Regions from separate parts of the Mus musculus genome. Here region 1 is linked to region 2. The links are chromatin contacts, called in public Hi-C maps. All regions are on one chromosome and are shown on one strand. Each heading gives the region's core, a stretch centred on a gene start, on an enhancer-like site or on the middle of the called end of the contact. The rest is flanking DNA. Distances are from core to core; before and after follow the strand shown.

What was found. A called contact is a pair of places that touch in the nucleus more often than the background predicts.
Region 1: a contact with region 2 is called in a Hi-C map of cerebral cortex, with 2.7 times the contacts expected there. The contact joins two enhancer-like sites. A contact is called at or near these places in 1 of 39 promoter capture datasets (hippocampal neurons), 1 of 15 datasets of contacts at CTCF or cohesin (the NIH/3T3 cell line), 2 of 484 Hi-C or Micro-C datasets (cerebral cortex and nephron progenitors), 3 of 115 datasets of contacts at active chromatin or transcription factors (fibro-adipogenic progenitors, microglia and pancreatic cancer cells) and 2 of 9 other capture datasets (adipose tissue and pancreatic islet).

The regions. Positions count from the first base shown.
Region 1 is chr5:32,069,523-32,073,292 of GRCm38.p6, forward strand. The region is part of intron 11 of Babam2 (BRISC and BRCA1 A complex member 2); the gene reads left to right. Among named protein-coding and RNA genes, the nearest start is that of Gm40277, 19 kb to the right of the region's middle. Within about 2 kb of position 1,864, at least 35 of the 459 cell types and tissues checked have an H3K27ac peak or open chromatin away from gene starts, as enhancers often do. A contact at or near this core is called in cerebral cortex and pancreatic cancer cells, where this site is marked.
Region 2 is chr5:31,749,342-31,753,243 of GRCm38.p6, forward strand. All of the region lies in intron 3 of Babam2 (BRISC and BRCA1 A complex member 2), which reads left to right. Among named protein-coding and RNA genes, the nearest start is that of Babam2, 53 kb to the left of the region's middle. Within about 2 kb of position 1,375, at least 65 of the 459 cell types and tissues checked have an H3K27ac peak or open chromatin away from gene starts, as enhancers often do. A contact at or near this core is called in cerebral cortex and pancreatic cancer cells, where this site is marked.

The DNA of each region.
Region 1 (3,770 bases), core at 614-3,113, 320 kb after region 2:
GTGAGAATTAAAGCAAAGCAGGTTTAGGTTTGGGCAGAATCGAGTACCCTTGTGCCTGAGAGTGACTTTGACCTCTTATTCCTCCCAGACTGATTATCCAGCTGCCAGAGAGTTCTTAGACGAATCACTTCATTAAATAGTGTCACTGGCAAGGTGATATTAGCCCTAAGACCAGTTTTATCTGGACGTTCTGAAAGCACACTTGACTGTTCAGGCAGAGACGGCCCACGTGAACCGCAAGCTTGATCATGGGATCTTCCTTTCTTCATTTTCTTGTTCTTGCCTCAGCCTGTCAGGAGACCAAGAAAACTTGTTTTGAAAATGCTTGACAGCCAAAACAACCTGTTCTCAGCCGGACAAGAGGGCTTGTCCTCCCTGACCATTTCTGTGCAATTAGACAAACTGCTGACTGGAAAAAACGAATTTGCTGCTTTCTTCTCCTATTGTCCACAGACAAGTGCAGTGGCTTTCCAGTTCCTTTTGGCTTCTTTCCACAGCCCTTCTCCTGAGGCACTCTTAGACTGTGTCTGAGTCTCGCTGATTAGTGACCACGAGCAGCATACACTAGGAAAGCCACAACCCCTTCTTCCATCAGTGCGAGATGAGTTGTGTATCCCATCTTAGACAGATTGGACCCAAACAGAGATGTTTAACCTGTGATTTTCCATTCAATTGTTAGTCCCTTCTTGTAGGGTGAAAGTCTTATTTAAAATCTCCAATTATCCAAGTAGCCATCTTTCCTTCAACTTTGTTGGCTCTTGGGCCTGCTCTGTTCCCACCATGAAGCCTTGCAAATTCAGTCTTGGACAGCAGCATAATTCCCTGAGGGAATTCACCTCTACACAGAGAAGGTGCAGACTAGATAAGGGATCAGTGAACAGTCAGAGATCTGCACTACCAGCGCCTGTTTTTATGAATAAAGTTTTATTAGAACATAGCTACCCCTGTCCATTTACATCTTGTCTACAGCCATGATCAGTTCAGAGCAGATACGAGTTATTGTGACAGAGATTTGACCTACAAGCTGAAAATATCTAATGTCTGACTCTTTACAGAATATGTGTTGACCTTTAAACTGGAAGTGCTCTGAGTTCTAACAAGGACTCTGGTCCCTAAAGTAGGTACCAAGGAGCTGACTAGGAAATAGGTCTCTCCTTCTCCCCATAGTTGGCACTACAGAGCATGCTCTGTGAAGTGCATAAAGGGTGGGGAGCTTACTCCCCTTTGTTTTTACAGGTTTTTTTTTTCTGTATGTCTGTGTTTGTTCATTGGTCTGGTGGCTCTGACACACATGGTGTCTACCAGATTTAGATGGGGGCAGGGGGCCAACACCCTCCTTGCTGCGTGGGACTGATTGTCTTCAGCGGCTTGGTTCAAGGTGGGACACCCATGTGTACCTACATGGAAGGGAATGCTGATTTGAATACTGACTCATCTGCTTGGTAAACACAGTGGGTAAGGGAACCACATGCTGTCTTCAAGAGCCCAGATGCCCAACCCTCTCCCACCCCTGCTCTGTCTGGATTCGCCTTCTCTCCCAGTCTGAGCAGTGGGATGGGGAAGAAGGCCAAAAGTGCTGAAGTGATTGGTAAGCTCTAGTAAGAAACCAGGAAGGGCTCCTAAGGGACCCCCTAAAATGTGAGCTAGGGGGAAAACCAGTGAGGCTCCTAAAGGACCTCTAACGTGAGAGCTAGGAAGCACCTATTTTTTTTTTAACCTTTTTGCACTCAAAGCCAATGCAAACAAGGGTGTCATTTATAGAATTCACTTCCCAATGAATTTACTTTGCGAGCTTCTGTTATATACCAGCTCTTTACTGACCAAAACTGCAAACTTGGTCTGCAGGAAAGCTTGTGCAGACTAGGAAAGGCTGCCTCTGCCCCCTTTAGGTTGGTAGTTTCACTAGTAGCTTGGAACAAAGCTGTCTCTTTTCTCTGCTCCTCTGACTCTGAATGAACACACAGCTTAGCAAGATGAGCACAGGCTGGGCACTGTGTTGCCCTGCCACAGCAGTTGCTGGACTCCCAGATGCAATAGCGGTTGCTGACACTCGCCCGGTGTGTCCACAGAGTCCTGTAATGTGATCCTTGCTGCCTGGTATGTCGCCTTGCCTTTGAGATCATAACAAGCAGAAATAGTCTCAGTAACACCCTTCCACACCTGCCCCCAGCCCCCTAAGCAACAAGAACATGGCTCAGGGATGGAGGGTGGGTGCTCTGTGGTTGCGAGCAGAGACATGGTTCTCTTGTTTAGGCTTCATTAGTTCAGGTGCTGATGTTGGCCCATCCTTGCCAACTTCTGGCCTAAAACTAGCTCAGCTTGAAGCACACACATGGTTTCCCACTATGTGCTATCTCAAAGGCAACACACACTAACAGCACCAAGAGTTGGTTCAGAGGCCCAGAGTTAGGTACGCCATTCATGAGGAAACTGACCCCATTCCCAAGGCAGCGATCGGGTCACATGCTGCACAGTAAGTACAGGGGTGGCATTCCACTGGGACACCGCCTACCCTCACACTGTGTACTGTCAGAACTGTTTGCTGAAGGCTGTGACACGCTCCCATGGATATTATGTGTGGTCAGATCTGATGCCACTCCTCAGTTCATGCTGGGAATTATAGTGGGCCAGGCACATGAACACATTTTTTAAAGATTTCCATCTTCCATGTCTCAGCCTGCATCTGACTTTGGCTCCCAAAGTTTAGAGTCTAGTGGAGAAGGAAGAAAGAGAGGCCGGGTACCTGAATCCTTCATATCAATTTCCTGTCCTTGTTCTCAGTTTGAAAAGACTATGGGAGGAGAGGGAGTGTCACTCATCATTGTCTTGAGCCCCTAAAATGTGTAGAGCACCCTTCTAAGGAACAATTGTGTCCTATGGATATATCACATCTGTCTTGGTGACCTCAAAAGATGGAGTGGAAAGATGAAGGGCAGACATGCAGATCACCATTCACCCCATGGGAGGCAGGAAGATGAGGTCAATATGGAACTGGCCATGCAACCATACCCAAGGCTTGAGATTAAATGGTCCTGGTTTTCTAAGTGTGCAGCTTCCAGTCACCAGGCTTCTGATGTTGTTGAAGTGTGTTGTGGTGGCTGGACACAGGATTGAGACAGCACTCCAAGGGCCGCATTGTGTAGAATGTGGCACACGTCAGACTTCATTCTTCCCCTTCAATGTCTAAGCTTCAGTGGCCTCAGAAGGCGCCAAAGGCCCTCCCAAGCTAGAGGGTACTATTGGCAGGGCACTGGGTTGCATACATGTTCCTGTCTGACACTGAGCTAGTTCCTGCCTTACTGTATGCCCGCTTGTTTGTGGATATTGTGGAATGGAGTAACAAGATCCACTTATTGTGGAGTAGAATAACAGGCTCTATCCTGTACATACTGCTATTTGGATTACAATGAAGTTATTTTTAAAAGCACATTATAAATTGCAAAATACCAAGTGCCAAGTTAGTTCATTCACTTAACTAACAGACACTGGAAAGTTATAGGGTGCCAGGTGGCACCAGTGAGTCCAGATCTCTCTGGAAGGTGTTCAAGGAGGACAGTGACTCAGTTGGTAAAGTGCTTGCCACACAAGCATGAAGGTCTGAGTCTGAGGCTTGGCACACATGTAAAAAGCCAAGCCTGGTGATGCACACTCATAGTCCCAGGGCAGGTGAGGCAGAGACGGGATCCCTCGGATTCACTAGCCAGAGACCGGAACCTGAGAACAAGCCTCAGGTACCAGTGAGACCCTGTCTCCAAAAACAAGGTGGACAG
Region 2 (3,902 bases), core at 125-2,624:
TGGAGGTGTTAATAGGGCCTGAATATGTTTCTGCATAGTCTTTTTCCTTTATCTTTTTGGCCCTTAATGACAGAATGACCTTACACATAGGGTATTTCAATTAGAAGCTGGCAAAAGATCTTATGAGCCATTTTATGGCCACTTCAGATAACCCAGTTACTCTAGATCAGGTCAGGTTTCACAGCAGCAGTCTTTTCATGGCATGATCTAATCTCCTTGATCACTGGATCATTGGTCTGCCTTGGGGGAACATGGCTGAGATGACATATTTCATCCTCCTGAGAAATATATCCCACTTCCTAGTTTCTAGCATATGACATTCATACTAACTTGTGTACATTGATAATTGCTGTCTCTATTCCTGTCTATATGCAGATTTTCCTTTCTGGGCCATGTATGGATCTTCTCTATTTTAAAATTATAAAGAAAGACTTTTGTGTGATATAAACAGCCTAATCTTTCTTAGTAGAGTTTTAAAAAGACTGTTCCCAGACTGCTGCCGAACCTCCAGCTTGTAGAAATCCCTTTCACATCCCAGATCTAAGCAAGATAATCACCGTATAGATATAAAACCGAATTCACTGGTGACGCTGCTTTGGTATTTACCTGTTGACACCATCCCTGTTAATATCATTTGCATACACCCTCCACACACTCAAATGCTATATGATTGCTGACTTGTAGAGGGAAGGGAACTTAATATCTTGGTAGGATTATATTTTTAGAGATGGAGAATTATATCCATTAAAAAAAACTTAGCCAAAAATATGGCAAAATCAGAAAATGCTTGCAAGATTTGGGATATTCTAGGGAATTACAGAGATTTCAAGTAAAGACCAAGGATCTCTAATTTGTGAGGAGAATAAAGAGGCAGAGGCAACAGAGAGATGGGTAGACAGCCCTTGTTGGAGGAAAAAGAGAAAATGATTAAAAGTTTTTAAATGTATTCTGAAAAAAATAAAAAATGTATTCCGAATCAAATCTGTACTCCTCCCCCTCCTTGGGCCTTAGACATTGGAATCTGTCCCTATTATTGTTTTTCTCATGGTAAGCCCCTGCTTGATAGTGGTTGTGTTCAGTACATAGCAGAGCTGCAAACCAGCTCTCATTAGTTCTTTCTTTGTACTTGTGCCTAACCCTCTCCTTCTGGAGAAATGCCAGTTTGCCACTAAATTTAAATAAATAAGAACATGTCTCATCAATAGGGGTGGCAAATTTAGCCCCTCTTTAGAGCACTGAGCAATTTATGACCATATGTTAAATACCATAAAACAGCTTTAAAGCTTTGGTCCCTGGCCATTGCCAGATTGTACCGTAGGAGTGCGGCAGCGCTGCGAGGGACTGGGAATCTTTCCTCCGGCCCTTGCAGGCCTCAGCAACTCACTGATGTCACAGCCAAAGGGGCCTGTTTTCAAACATTCCCTTTATAAAGGTGAGAGCCCACAAGATCCCACTTGGCATTTGGGTACCGAGAAAGCAAGACTTCTTTTTAACTCATGAGGGTCAAAATTAGTATGGAAGTGTTGTGTGGGAGATGGAGCAGCTTGTCAGGGTGAGTGTGGGAGGCACGCACGTCAGGAGTAGGCAGTCGATGTCCTTCTCATTCTTGTTCTTGGAGCATGAACTGGGCTTTACATGGTACCAGGCAACCAAATACTGCATTTCTCACTCATTTCCTTCTTGCCAGCTTTCATGGAATTAATATTAATGTTACAACAATTTAAAAATTTCATACTAAGGAGCTGCCAGCTGTAAGGATTCCTTTTCTCCCAGGAGCGTGACTCATTATTTGGTGAACTCCAAATATTAGTTTTTCTTTTTACCATCATCACTGCCTGTGACTCACACATGGCATATCGTGGGCTCATGGCTGAGATCATGTTGGTGCGTGCAGGCAAACATGATTCTTGCTCAGGTGGTTCTGCATGGTCTCAGATGGAGGCTCAACACAGACGGAAGAACAATGGAAGCAGGGCCAGGACCACTAAGTGCAGATAGGCCTGGCAAGGCTCTGGGTAGCATTTCTCTGATGCATCTTCTGGAAAGATAACTGTTCTCTCAGAGAAAGATGATGGAATTTGGTTGTCAAAGGTCCAGGATCCCCAGCCTTCTGGAATGTGTATGTGCCAGCCTCAGGGGTGAAATCTGGCAGTTCGTGTGTGCTCTGTGCTCTGTCCTCCCTGTGTAGACCATTCTGTTTGGTCCTCTATCAGTAGCTGCTTTCCTGTACATGTGAGGCAATTGGCATGTGTCTCTAGGACGTGCAGTTGGGAAGCTCTGTTGTATTCTTCATAAGGCAGGAAACACACTATTGTTTCTTGTTGTTGCTTTCTTCCTTTGAAAGAACAAATTACTTCAAACTTTGGCAAATTATAAAGGCTTTGGATAGGTAGCAGTTTGAAAGAACTCTGCCCATATTGCTGGACTAGGGCAAAAATGCAAGTGATCTTTCTTGTCACCTCTAAGTCTGGCCTTGTTTTCCCATGATGCAGATGTGTGCAGTAGAACATCTGTGAAGAGTGGAAGTCCTCTCCCCAGTGCAGATGAAGTCTTTAGAGGGACAACAGGATTTTGCTTTGCTTAGAGTGTTTGATTTTAAGCTTCAGTCTAATTAATTAGGCCATATTGTTGCCTACTTAATTCTTCTGTTTCTTTCAGCACTCAGAACTTCTGCTCCTGTTACTGGCATCTGTTAAGTCTCTTTACCTGAGTGAATTTCTTGAGTATTTGCCTCACAGTTTTCAAACTATAATGAACACAGAAGTGGTTAAAGTACCCTCTTCACCCTTTAAGATGAGAGAAACATCACTTTAGTCGTTTCTCAGTATCTTGCCATAGTGGATGGGAATTAGAAAAGGGAACATCTAGCTTTCTGTGAGTTGAAAGCTAGATTTTGGCAACTGATTTCTTCCTGTAGACTAGTAATTGCTTTTTTTAATCTTAGTCCACCAAAGAAAAGAACCTGTTTAATAAAGGGGATACCAACTCATGAGCGAGTTACTTTATTTAACATAGCACCCTGAGCTGTCTGTCGTGGCACAGGCTCTTTGTACTCCAGGCTATTCTTTTCATTTCTATGAGAGAGAAGCCTGTCTTTAGCAGGGTCCAGTAGCATATGAAGTGTAACTGTGGTCTTGCATCATAGCTCCTAACAAAGGGAAGAGGAGGGAAGGGGAGGGGAGGGAAGGGAAGGGGAAGGGAAGGGGAAGGGGAAAGGGAAGGAAAGGAAAGGGAAGCTCTGCCCCTCCATGGGGGAAATAGCCCAAAGAAATTGTGCTGAAGGTAGATTTTATATCCACTTTATGGACATTAGACAGCACTGTAGAAACAGCCCAAATCCTGACAGTGCTCTTGGGATGGCATGCAGAGAAGAAACTTACATTCAAGGTTCGGAGGAGTTTGATGCATGAGTTACTTCTAACAAACTAATTCTGCAGACACAGGAATAATATACATTATTACATGACACAAGATCACTGATCACTGAGGCTGTCATGGTGTATGGTAGACATACCCTGTGTATGCAGTAGACAACCAGATACTGTTTTTCAGTGAGCAAAGCAGGGGCACCAAACAACGTGTGGAGGAAAGTCTTAATTGGAAGGGAGATCTTGCAGTATGACAAGATAGCATCTGGTTTTGAAAAGGAACAACCTAGTTTCTGTATTGAAAAAGAGCAATGAAAGTTACTAGGATCAGATTGACAAATTGTATTATCCTGAGTGTAGCAGAGTTTTGATTCTGTCCTTGGGATGGATCTTATTAGTCGATCATGACTAATTAGTTAAGCATAAGCTACGTTGTTGCATACAGTGTGCCATAGTTAAGTCATGAGCCCTATTTACTGTTGAAAGCATCCTAGTCTCAATGCAAAGCAGACTATAATGTTCTTTGTCAGCTAA